2 separate regions of the Mus musculus genome follow, and region 1 is linked to region 2. Evidence: chromatin contacts called from public Hi-C data. All regions are on one chromosome and are shown on one strand. The core of a region is the stretch at or near the end of the contact, and the rest is flanking DNA. Distances in the headings are between cores, read along the strand shown. Region 1 overlaps Chchd6 (coiled-coil-helix-coiled-coil-helix domain containing 6). Region 2 overlaps Gm36354 (a long non-coding RNA gene).

The links. A called contact is a pair of places that touch in the nucleus more often than the background predicts.
Region 1: a Hi-C map of bone marrow-derived macrophages shows a contact between it and region 2, with 15 read pairs. The contact joins two enhancer-like sites. A contact is called at or near these places in 2 of 484 Hi-C or Micro-C datasets (bone marrow-derived macrophages and nephron progenitors) and 2 of 115 datasets of contacts at active chromatin or transcription factors (neural progenitor cells and pancreatic cancer cells).

What each region holds. Positions count from the first base shown.
Region 1 is chr6:89,424,892-89,431,232 of GRCm38.p6, forward strand. The region is part of intron 5 of Chchd6 (coiled-coil-helix-coiled-coil-helix domain containing 6); the gene reads right to left. Among named protein-coding and RNA genes, the nearest start is that of Gm52910, 16 kb to the left of the region's middle. Within about 2 kb of position 4,785, at least 8 of the 459 cell types and tissues checked have an H3K27ac peak or open chromatin away from gene starts, as enhancers often do. A contact at or near this core is called in bone marrow-derived macrophages, where this site is marked.
Region 2 is chr6:88,943,507-88,949,516 of GRCm38.p6, forward strand. It overlaps Gm36354 (a long non-coding RNA gene), which reads left to right. Exons shown (of 2, transcript XR_377844.2): 2 at 2,822-2,974. Among named protein-coding and RNA genes, the nearest start is that of Gm36354, 6.6 kb to the left of the region's middle. Within about 2 kb of position 4,430, at least 1 of the 459 cell types and tissues checked has an H3K27ac peak or open chromatin away from gene starts, as enhancers often do. A contact at or near this core is called in bone marrow-derived macrophages, where this site is marked.

The DNA.
Region 1 (6,341 bases), core at 3,535-6,034, 480 kb after region 2:
AACCAAGGCCAGAACCATAAGAGTGATGCACAGGCTAGTTAGGAGGAAGACAGTTCCTAAGCTCCAGCTCTGCACTGGGTCTGTACTCATAGATTTAGCAGGCTACTGCAGACCAACTTGGGGTAGCACATGGTATGACCAGGGCACAGAAGACTAAGGCATGGCTTGGGGAGGGCAGGCAGATTGAAGCTCAGGGACTTGGATTCCTGCCCAAGTGGTGGGAGTATTTTAACACAAGCTGTGGGAGGATGCAAGAGGCAACAGTCACATGTGTGCTGGCCTTAGCAGCAATATACACAGAATCAATATCCAATGGGGGTGAGAAATATGTCTCCTCAGAAGGTTCACTGGTCTTCCTTGGCCAGGCACTATTGTAGGGATTGCCCAGCAGGCCAATTTGATTCCCAGAAAGCTCAGAAGAGTTATTCTGAGGTAAGAACTTAGCAGATGAAGAAACTGAGGAGGCCCAGAGAGGCAAAGGGACAACCAAGGTGAAAGGACAGGAGGTCAAAGAGCAGGGTGGGACAGGCCAGAAATGGATGCAAACATGTCCAACACACCATAGTTCCAACACACCACTTGCTTCTTTTGTACATTCAGTAAGCATATATTGGGTGCTTGCTATTTGCCAAGGCTTGCCCTACAAGCAGTGAGCACAGCAGGCAAGGGGATGAAGTCCTTGTTCCACAGAGCTAACAGTGTGGATATGGAAGAAGTAAACAGATAATTTCACTCAGTGTCAATGCCACTTGAAAGATCACACCAAAAGCTTAAGGGGCTATGGTTTTCATAAGGTGTCAGGGAAGGCCTCTCCCCCTGCCTGGCCACCTCAGGCAGTCAGCTAACTGACATGAAGTCAGGGCTTGGGCAGGGTCTGACAGGGTGACTGTACTAGGTGAGTTCTTGATAAAACAATAAACACAGACAGCCTTTCAAAGTGAGGCGAATAGATATTGAAGGTCATCCAGGGATGACCACAAATGCAGAACCTGTATTAGGGACAGGAAGAAGCCACTGGAGGCTGTACTATGAGATATGGCACCAGAGATCCCTTTTAGAAGGATCATGGGCAGTATGTAGCAGCCTAAATGGAGAGCAGTGGAGGCAGCCTGGCTACCTGGAGGCTACTGCAGTGGCCTTGGTGAGAGGGCCAGGTCACTTATTGGTGGGCAAACCATCTCTGTGGCAGTGATGAAGAATGAGGCACAGATCTTTGCCTTGGTTGGTGGAGATGGCTGAAATTGAGGACAAAGCTGGCATTTTTGGCAGGTTCCACTTTTAAGTATTGGATGAACCTGGAAAGCCTTTGTGTTCTTATCAGTACTATATCTGACTACACCCTGTTTGTTCCCTTTCTCTGTCCTTCCAAAAGTATCGTTCTACAAAGCCTCCTCTCTCCCACACCCCTACCCCTGGTGTTTTTATTACATTCCTGCACTAGAGAATGTCGCCCTCCACCCAACTCCTGGAGATTAACTGTCAATTATCACTGCTTCCTGCCCCTGGGGTCTCCATGTCAAGTTGCAGCTGAACACGTAAGATGGCTTTGCCTCCAGATCATCTGAACTCTTTTCCTTTCCCACGGTGCTCTTCTCATTCACTCCTCACCGTGGTAAAGTGGGCTATTACAGACTGCACTGCATGCAGATGTCTTTGCTGTCCCCTGTGGTTGCATCCTCTGCCTCCAGCTCACCATCCAGGCAGTGGTAAGAGCAGTCTTTACAGGCACTCTGGGCTGGGAACTTCCAAAGACTCCCAAGGATCCCCGCTGGAGTCAGGGCCTCTCCTAATGACCCTGGAACTATTCTCAGTCTCTGTGCACCACTTGCAAAGCCTTACTTATTCTTGAAGCCTCCAGGATGTTCTAAATACTCCTTCCTTTGCTAATTCTTCCCTGTCTACCTGGGAAGCTCCTGGTCCTGCACTGAGGCCCAGTAGCATCCCTTCCACTGAATGAACGATATTTGTTGGTCTCTCTAGTCAGACTTCTCAGGGCCTTCTCCATGCTCTGTATTAAGATACAATTTTCAGTAGCATTTCTCACTGTGTACTGCAGTCATCTGCTAATTATCTATCTGCCCTGGGAACTGCTTGAGCTCCAGGGTAGCTTTGTACCTTTTTGCCAATGCTTGGGCAAGCCCTGAGCCTAACCAGTGAATATTTTTATTTATTTATTTTTATTGGTTTGTTTGTTTATTGAAACAAGGTCTCTCTTTGTAGTCTTAGCTGTCCTAGAACTTACTATGTAGACCAGGTTGGCCTCAAACTCACAGGATCTGTCTGCCTCAGCCTCTAGAGTGCTAGGTGTAAAGGTGTGTGCCACTCCACCCAGCCCAACCAACGTATACTTAATGAATGGCTGAAGGGCATTTTAAATTCATTCTGGACCACTTTGTACTCATCACCTTTGGTCTACCCAATTAGATATAGGTCCCTCAACTGTCAGGACCATTTTTCTAAAACAATTCTATCATACCCCAATCCCTTCCTTTTCTAGGGCACCTACCCTTACTGTTTCAGGTACCCCTCATTCCTAAGGACATTAGTCTATGCTCTTATTTCTTTTTTTTTTTTGAGTTTTTTTTTATTAATATTTTTATTACATATTTTCCTCAATTACATTTCCAATGCTATCCCAAAAGTCCCCCATACCCTCCCCCCCACTTCCCTACCCACTCATTCCCATTTTTTTTGGCCCTGGAGTTCCCCTGTACTGGGGCATATACAGTTTGCGTGTCCAATGGGCCTCTCTTTTCAGTGATGGCCGAGTAGGCCATCTTTTGATACATATGCAGCTAGAGTCAAGAGCTCCGGGGTACTGGTTAGTTCATAATGTTGTTCCACCTATAGGGTTGCAGATCCCTTTAGCTCCTTGGGTACTTTCTCTAGCTCCTCCATTGGGAGCCCTGTGATCCATCCATTAGCTGACTGTGAGCATCCACTTCTGTGTTTGCTAGGCCCCGGCATAGTCTCACAAGAGACAGCTACATCTGGGTCCTTTCGATAAAATCTTGCTAGTGTATGCAATGGTGTCAGCGTTTGGAAGCTGATTATGGGGTGGATCCCTGGATATGGCAGTCTCTAGATGGTCCATCCTTTCGTCTCAGCTCCAAACTTTGTCTCTGTAACTCCTTCCATGGGTGTTTTGTTCCCAATTCTAAGGAGGGGCATAGTGTCCACACTTCAGTCTTCATTCTTCTTGAGTTTCATGTGTTTTATGCTCTTATTTCTTAACATACCTGCCATCTAAGTTCCCCAACCACTTCTAGGTCTGAACTGCTAATTAGAGAGCTGGTGAGGTGGTTGTAGGTGAGATCCTTTCAAAAGTATTTGCATTTGTGAAGAGGTAGAGAGAAACACACACACACACACACACACACACACACACACACACACACACACACATCCCACACATCCCACACCACACCCCACACACCAAAACACCAAAAACTTCCTGCCACTCTTTGTTTGCTCTGCAATCTCCTCTATGCCTCTTTTATGGGTTTGGTGGCGCCTTCCAGACTTTCAGCCACTCCTGGGGTTGTGTATGTTTTGTTGGGTATGTAGCTGGGGTGGGAGAAGAATTTACTTGGACATATGTGCTTTTTTATGTCTGTACACAGCATGTATATATATCACACATAGTAACAAAAATGCAAAGCTGTATTAATTGGCAATAGCTGCACATTTTCTGTGATGATTTGCACTGAATACTAAACAGAAGGCAGCAGACCTTCAGGGATGAGAGGCTTCATCCAGAAACTCCTCCTTTATGCATGAGCAAGATGTGTGTCTGTATATGTGTGACCCTTTGGCATTCTGGTATGGAATGACAGAAGGTGTATCTTGTAGCTCCTTAGGTAGGACAGATACCATAAAACTTAGGAGGACTGAAGGCAAGACCACATGTGTGTCTGGCTCCTTCCACCAGAGCAGAGCAGCCTGCTACTCAAGAAAAACTTCCAAGAAGTTCCTGATAAACAGAATGAAAAGGTCAAAGTTCTGTTTAAAGCCATGTGAGCAAACTGATCTCTGAGAGTGTTGCAGTACTGAGAGGTCAGATTCACTTGCCCAGACCTGGGCTTATAGACTGGGATTGGATCCCCAGGACTTCTTGAGGCCAGGGAGCAGGTGTTAGAGAACGACCAGCACAGAGTTTGTATAGCTATGAGAATAGAGCAGTCCTTAACCTGGATGTACAAAAGCCGTGGCAGGGAGGGAATTTAAGGGTGCACTTGGAGAAAGTAGAACTGACAAGGTAATCTACCAGTGTAAGCCCTCCACTGGCAGAGCATGGGGAGGAGGCAGGCAGTAGGGAGTTACAGCACTCTAACAAACACCAGGCAGCTAGCTATGCTTTAGGGCTGCTTGTTAGGTAGGTTTTTGTTTTTTTTTTACATTTGCAGAACATATTTGGCTAGTGAATATCTAAAGTATGAAAACAAAATGTATAGCCTGACACAAAGTAAAAGTCAAATCAAGAGCTGTGTGTCTTAATTCTAACTTTGCTACTGATAGATGATATGACCCTCAATAAAATTACAGGGTCTTAATGCTGTGTGTGGAGGGGTATGCTGGTTCTCTGTAGAAAAAAAGAACAAAAATTCCCGAGGACAAACCCATAGCTGTAAAGTTAGAGGCTGGAATTCCATGGCTAAGAAACAGCTATAGGCCCTGGGATCCAGCTTGTTCAAGCAGAGGAGCACATGAGGGCTGTGCTTTCAGGCCACAGAGGCAGGCAGAAGACAGGTCAGCTCTTTGTGCTGATCCTAAAGGTTCAATTTGCAGAAGAATTACAGAACAAGGCTGGCTGAGGCTGCACATTCAGCATTCTCGGCCCTTTGTGACAGGGCCTTCTGGGAAACTCCAGAGAAAAGGTCTTGCCTCTCCTAGAGGACTTCTGTGAGAAGGACGCCCTAGGCAGGTCTTCCTACCCTCACTGTAGAGCCCTTTCACTGAGTCTCTAGCTGCATGGTCTTGGGAGGGGGCACCTTTGTCTTGGAAGTTTGCTGCTGAGCCACTGGGATCTACATGGCCCAAGAGTTTGATCAAAGGCAAGACCCCCCTGGAGCTCACACATACCTGCTCTTCACGAGATTGCAGATTCATGCATAGCGGAGGCCCAAGATACAGGTATGAGGTGGCAGGCCTCTCAGTGCTCATAGAGTACTGAATTGCTTAAAAATAACAACTGAGTCTACTTGATTGGATCTTGTTCTTCAGTTTACCCTGGTTCTCTTATATCTACAACTCCATGTGCCTGAAGTTCCCATAGGGCTCTAAAGGCAGCTGTGCTGTGTTGCTCAGTTCAGCCTTTAAAGTATAGGTCTATGGTCCCCAACCTTGACTGTAACCTGGAATTACCTGAGTCACTTTCATAAGCTACACCTGAGCCCACCCTCAGAGGCTGGTTACTGGTGAAGGCTGGGCTCTGTGGGCATAGGGATTTTTAAAATGCTCTTCTCAGGGATGTAACTATGAAGCTAAGGTTGAGCATCACTTTTCTAAGGTCAGGGGACCCCAAGCTTGAGATGTGAGCTTATATCCTAGGTCTCTTACTTACTATTGCTGTACCTTTAGGCAAGATGCATAATTGTACTTTATCTTGGTTTCTTCAACTACTCAGTGGTTAAAAACAACCTATCAAGTTTCTTCCTTTCTTTAAAGTAATACCAGAATCAAGGAGACCACAAAGGTGGAGGACACTGTACAACTGATCCACCTTCACATAAGGTTGGTCACACAGAAGACTTACCCAACCCTTCTTCCTCAAGAAAGGAAGTGATCCCCAAATTCAAGTGATCCCCAAATTCTGCTTGTACTGTTTAGAAAAAAGTCCCAGAGAAGGATATTAGTCTGAGCTGGAGTCTGGAGCCTGCTTTTTCCTCTTGCATGCTAGACATGTTAGGATGTGCCAAGTCCCCACAGGCTCATGGGCTGAGTATGTAGGCTTCAACTATGTTAGAATATTTTGAAACCTTCAGGACACAGGCCCAGCTAGAAGAAGTAGGCTACTGGAGCAAGTCCTTGTCCCTTCCCATTTCCCTCTTCTGCTTCCTGTTTGTCTAGGACTGAAAAGCAGCCTTCACCACAAAATGCTGCCATTGGAATGTTCTGCTCAAGCACAAGGGGCCAAGTGACCATGGACTAAGTCCTCCAGTCAGCCAAAGGAGAAAATCCACCCTTACTTTTTTTTTTTTTTTTTTTTTTTTTTTTTTTTTTTTTTTTTTAATATTAGGCATTTTGGTCACAGCCACACAACTCTTAGAGACTATGAGCTTTCAGGGTGGGTCCACCTGAGTAAATCTATTCTTTATACCTTTTCTCCTTCTCTGAGTACT
Region 2 (6,010 bases), core at 3,180-5,679:
TTAGAATGCAGTAGAAGACCCTTGAGTGGTATTTTCAACACTGTAAGAGCAGCAGGTTCTGACAGGTGGTCAGGGCACAGCAGTTCAGAGGGGACCCTCCCTACACCTTCAGACTTTAATATCCTCTGCACCCAAGGGTGATAAAAAGGCTCAGAATATGACTTGACATTCCCAGAGGGAACCTGAAGTTTCTATGGGGGCAGTACAGGCCACACAGGGTACTGGGATCCAGGCTGGCTTCTGACATGCCACCAACTGTGTGAGAAACCCGTGCGTTGGGGAAAACCCTTTTCAGAGAGCTTGTAGTTTTCTCCAGTCACTGCTACACTGGTCAGCATACCTCAGGCCACTGTCCTCAGGCCAGGACTGTGGTACGTGATGGTGGCACGTGATAGGCACTTTTTCTCCCTAAGTGACACAGATATTGGCCAGATTAGACATAAAGGCAGGTTTATTATTACGCAACAGCTCTCGGGTAGGTTCACCAATCTCACAAGTGGAGGTCAGTGAGGTCACAGGTTCAGGTTAAAGCAAGGGGCTTTTATAGAGTTTAGGTGAGTATGATGACGTACCAGCTAGGAGCTGGAATTGTGTCCATACATGGTCAAAAACTGAGCCCCTCAGCAGGTACTCTTGGGTGAGTTGCTGGAAATGGGGAGACCAGGAGTGGTGACATGTTAGCCCGGAGTTTTCTCCAAGCAGACGGGGAAATTTTCTCTGAGTGGGTGGGGTTGGTGGAAGGAGGGCAGACAGGCTTCCCAGCGTGTGCAGGGGAGAGCAGGGGTCCCAGCCTAATAGTATGAAGGACCACAGCTGTGATCAGAGCAGCATCTGAACCAGCAAAAACCTCAGGTTCGGCCTCACCCCACCCCTCAGCCTTTCTCTCTTCTGCTGCGAACTGATGGGGAGGGGAAAGGGGGCAGAGCCCTTGGGGTGGGGGATGTGCCTTAGTTTTGGCAAACTCTCCACTGATTGGCCCTTATTTTTTCCTCATTTGTGTGCATCTAGCCAATCAGGGCTCAACCTGGGTCTATATAAACCCTGTGCACAGCATCCTGTCAGACTTTGTAGACTACCTGTCAGAGGTGGGTTCCTCCTGCTCCTCCAGAGGCGTCTCCTGCTTCCAGTGGGCCAGCCTCTGGGGTTGGCTGCTTCTGCTTCTAATCTGGTTGGCCACAGGTTTTTTCCTAAACTCAGAGCTGTAACCCTCGGTGTCCCTCTTGTTCAGCATCCCACTGCGGGCCTGTTTCTCTGTTGGGTCTTCACCTCCCTGTGGTCACTAACAGCCCTCACCTGTTCAACCCTTGCCTACTTGTCTGCCTACTTCATGTGTGGGGGAGGAGCAAGGTAAGAATCCGGCTTGAAGAACTGGCTGTCACTGGTGCAGGGTGCCGTGATCCAGCAGAGACCAGTGGGCCGCTAAGGATTGAAATAGTTTTCAAGGCCACATAAAGTCCCAATCTGGGAACACTATTTGCAAGAAAAAATTGACTTCAACATGAGGTGTTTGTAAAATAAATTATTAAATAAATAAAATTGTTTAAGCTGGGATGAGGTTCCATAAAATTTCTATTTCACCTTTTTAACTGCATGGCTCACCCGTGTGAAGCACAAAGAAACCCGTAGCCACCCCAACCTCCCAAACTGGAGCTCTGTCCCTGTTAAGCACTAACTCTCCATTGTCTCCCATGCCCTGGAACCCACCATGCTACTTCCTATGAACCAGAGGCTCTAGGGAACATATACTCATGGTGTCACATGGTTCTTGATTTCTTGTGACTGGTTTTTAAATTATTCATTTGGTGTATGTGTGTGTGTTTATGTGTGTGAGTGTGTTTGTAGGTGACTGTGTGTATATGTATGTGTGTATATGTGTGTATGTATGTATGTATGTATGTATATATGTATATGTGTGTGAGTGTGTATGTATGTGTGTGTGAGTATGTATGTATGTGTATATGTAGGTATGTGTGTGTATATGTATGTATATGTGTGTGTATATATGTGTATGTGTGTGAGTGTGTGTGTATGAGTATGTATGTGTGCATGTATATGTGTGTGAGTGTGTATGTATGTTGTGTGAGTGAGCATGTATGTATGTATGTGTGTATGTAGGTATGTGTGTGTATATGTATGTATATGTGTGTGTGTATGTATGTGAGTGTGTGTGTATATGTGTGTGTATATGTGTATGTGTATGAGTGTGTATGTGTGTATGAGTATATATATATGTGTATATCTGTGTATGTATGTGTGAGTGTGTGTGTATGTGTGTGAGTGTGTGTGTGTAGACCAGAGGTGGCTATCAGGTGTCTTCTTCCATCACCTTCCACCTTATTTTTGAGACGAGGCCTCCTGTTGAACCTAGAGCTTACCAATGCATCTAGACTAGCTGGCTAGCCAGCCCCGGGATCCTGTGTCTGTATCCCCAGTGCTCTGACTATAGGCGTTCAGCACTGAGCCTAAGTTTACACACACACACACACACACACACACACACACACACACACACATTTAATGTGGGTGCTAAGGATTAAACTCAAGTTATCCCTGTCACTCCACTTGTACTGAAATAAACCATGGCAGCAAACACTTCACTAAGACTCAAGAAATACAGTGGGAATCCATTGAGGAAGGTAGTCAACATTCGCCTCTGGACCCCACATATGTGTGAGCACACATACACATGTGCGTACACAGACGCATGAATACACATTTGTAAATGATGTGGTTGATGCATACATTGATTTTATTTTCTCCACTTTGTTTTTTTCCTCCTTTGAAAATACTCCACAATGAACATGTGCCACCTTTGAAACAGGAAGAAAGACAACAACAAATGCCATTCAAAGTGTCAGTGTCTGGAAGCACAGGCCTTCGTGGCCAATGAGAGGGAATTCACTCACTCTGTGACATAAATTCTTCGGTTCCAAAGGGGTTCACAGCTCTGTGAATAAAACAAGCACTCGATAAATATTTGCTGAATCAATTAATAAATGAATTTGCTCTGGGGTTTCTTTGTGTGACAGGCTCCCTGGTGCACTGGGAATGAAATCAATTTACAAAACTGCAATTTGCACCCGGTGCTGATCCACTGTGTGAAGCAGAGGCCAGACAGGCAGAGATAGGCTCAGTGCCCACTCTCTTATTGCACCAGCCTGGCCCTTTGCCCTTTGTCTTGTGCCCAAACTTAGGTCTGTTTCACTGAAAGAGGACAATTTGCCTGGTATCCCCGCACTTTACTGTTCACGCTGCACTTTTAGAAAGTAGAGCTGCTGCCAGGAGTAACAGCCTGGTTAACAATCAGGTGGATATGGCCGGGCTCGGTGGTACACGTCGGTCATCCCAGAGCTCCCGAGGTGGGAATCCAGGAAAACCAGGAGCTCCAAGTCATCTTCAGCCGCACGGTGAGGCCAGGTTGGGCTACACAAGACTGAAGCTCAAGGGGAAAAAAATCAAGTGACTATGAAAATGTTGAAGCTATATAAATAGCTTTGCATCGATGTGATAAAGCGCCAGAGATAATCAGCTGTAAAACGGGAAAGGCTGGGCTGGTAAGATGGCTTTGTGGGGAAGGGCATTTTACCTGCTGCCAAGCCTGGTACTTGAATTTGACTCCTGGAACCTATATGGTGGGAGGAAAGGATGTAGTTAACCTCTGCTTTTCACACATTTACACACATGTGCTTTAGCATGTCCCCCCACACACATATAAAAGAAAAGGTAATTTAAAATAATTTTAAAGAATAATGGCTTGTTCTGGCTCACAGTTTTGGGGGTCTCAGTGCACAGCTGGTTGCCTTTGTTGCTTTTGGAGCTGCTGGGGCAGAATATGGTGGTGGGATCATGTGGTGGGGGGAGTTTCTCCTGTCATCCTTTCTGGGAAGCAAAGAGAAAGAGGAAGGGACAGGAGAGATGGCTCAGAGGTTAAGAGCACTTGTTGCTCTTGCAGAGGACCTGGAGTCAGTGCCCAGCACCCACATGGTGGCTCACAACCATCAGTAACCATCTAGTTCCAGGGGGGTCTGATGATGTCTTTTGAACTCCTCAGGCACTAGGCTTGCATGTGGGACATGGACACAGGTAGGCAAAACACTCCTACACATTAAGAAAAGTGAGAGAGGGGCTGGTGAGATGGCTCAGTGGGTAAGAGCACCCGACTGCTCTTCCGAAGGTCCGAAGTTCAAATCCTAGCAACCACATGGTGGCTCACAACCACCCGTAATGAGATCTGATGACCTCTTCTGGTGCATCTGAAGATAGCTACAGTGTACTTACATATAATAAATAAATAAATAAATAAATAAATAAATAAATAAATAAATCTTTTAAAAAAAAAAAAAGAAAAGTGAGAGAGAGAAAGAGGAAGGACCAGGGTCTGTCCCACTGTCCCCTTCAAACACACACTCCCATCTTCTAAATAGTGTCACAGGCTGGTGACCAACCTCTTGGCACAGGGCCTTCAGCAGACAGTTCCTCAAATAAGAGCAGAATCCAAAAAAACAAGTGGTATGTTTACACACACACACACACACACACACACACACACACACAAGCAAAGGCTTCTAAGGCATGTATCCTGGGAGTATCCACTAGGTCATGACCCTGAGCCCTGACAGAGCCCCCAAGCTCCCTTTGAGTTCTAACTCTCATCTCTTGGCAATTTTGGTGGCCAGAGCCTTCCTGTGTTTATTGCTGTGCTAAGTGATAAACATCACTGTCTAATCTTGCCTTAAAATATACATGTATGGACATTGCGCTGCCTAGCTATAGTCCCAGTGCTTAGGGAGGTAGAGGCAGGAGGGATTAAGAGCTCAAAGTCATCTTTGACTACATAGCAAATTCAAGGCCAGCCTGGACAACGTAAAACCCTGTCTCAAAAACAAACAAACAAAAGGAACAAAATTAAGCAGGCATTTGGTCTGTCTCCTCTTTGTGTCACAAGTAGCATTCCTTTAGCAAGACCCACCATACCTGTGTGTGACTGCAGTTTGCTTGGGTTCTTTGCTGCAGGATTTACTTAGATAAATATTGTGTTTCTGTTTTCCTGTTGGTGGGCTCACAGCTTGTGTTGACCTCCGGGATCTTGTGGCCGTTCTCATTCCTGTCCTGGATGCAGGGTCCATGAGGCTCTGCACTCTTCTGTGTGAAGGCTATAACTGAAGTGAATTGGAATTAGAAGTGGGATTGTCAATGTACGACTTAACTTTCTGTGATGGTTTGTATATTCTTGGACCAGGGAGTGACACCATTTGGAGGTGTGGCCTTGTTGGAATAGGTGTGACCTGGTTGGAGTAGGTGTGTCACTGTGGGTGTGGGCTTAAGACTCTCACCCCAGTTGCCTAGAAGTCAGTCTTCCACTAGCAGCCTTTGGATGAAGACATAGAACTCTCAGCTCTGCCTGCACCATGCCTGCCTAGATGCTGCCATGCTCCCACCTTCATGATAATGGACTGAACCTCTGAACCTGTAAGCCAGCCTCAATTAAATGTTGTTTCTTATAAGACTTGCCTTGGTCATGGTGTCTATTCACAGTAGTAAAACCCTAACTAAGACATTTTCTTTGATGATGAGCCACAGATTCCCCCAAACAACCATTCCAGTTCTTCCACATTGTTGCTGACGCTATTACCCCACATTTTGGCTTTAGCCTGGCTCACGGCTGTGTAAAGATACTTCACTGTGGCTAGCCCTTGAATGCCCATGGTTACTGAAGGGTCCTCACAGCCTCCCCTGCACTTGTTAGCCATTTGGGTAATTTCCGTGGAGTTCCTGCTCAAGTCTTGCTCTTTCTGACTTTTTTTTTTCTAGTGGAGTTCTGTGTATTCTCTAGCCACAAGCCTTTGATCTGCCATATACATTGCTGTGTAATTATTAATGTCAGCACCCGTTAGATACAATCCCATGCTATTAACAACAGCATCTGTCACGCGTGCTGCTGCTATATTCTTCCCATGCTGTGCTCTGCCTACTGCTGCCTTTTGATTTCTAGACTTTCTCATTTTCAATT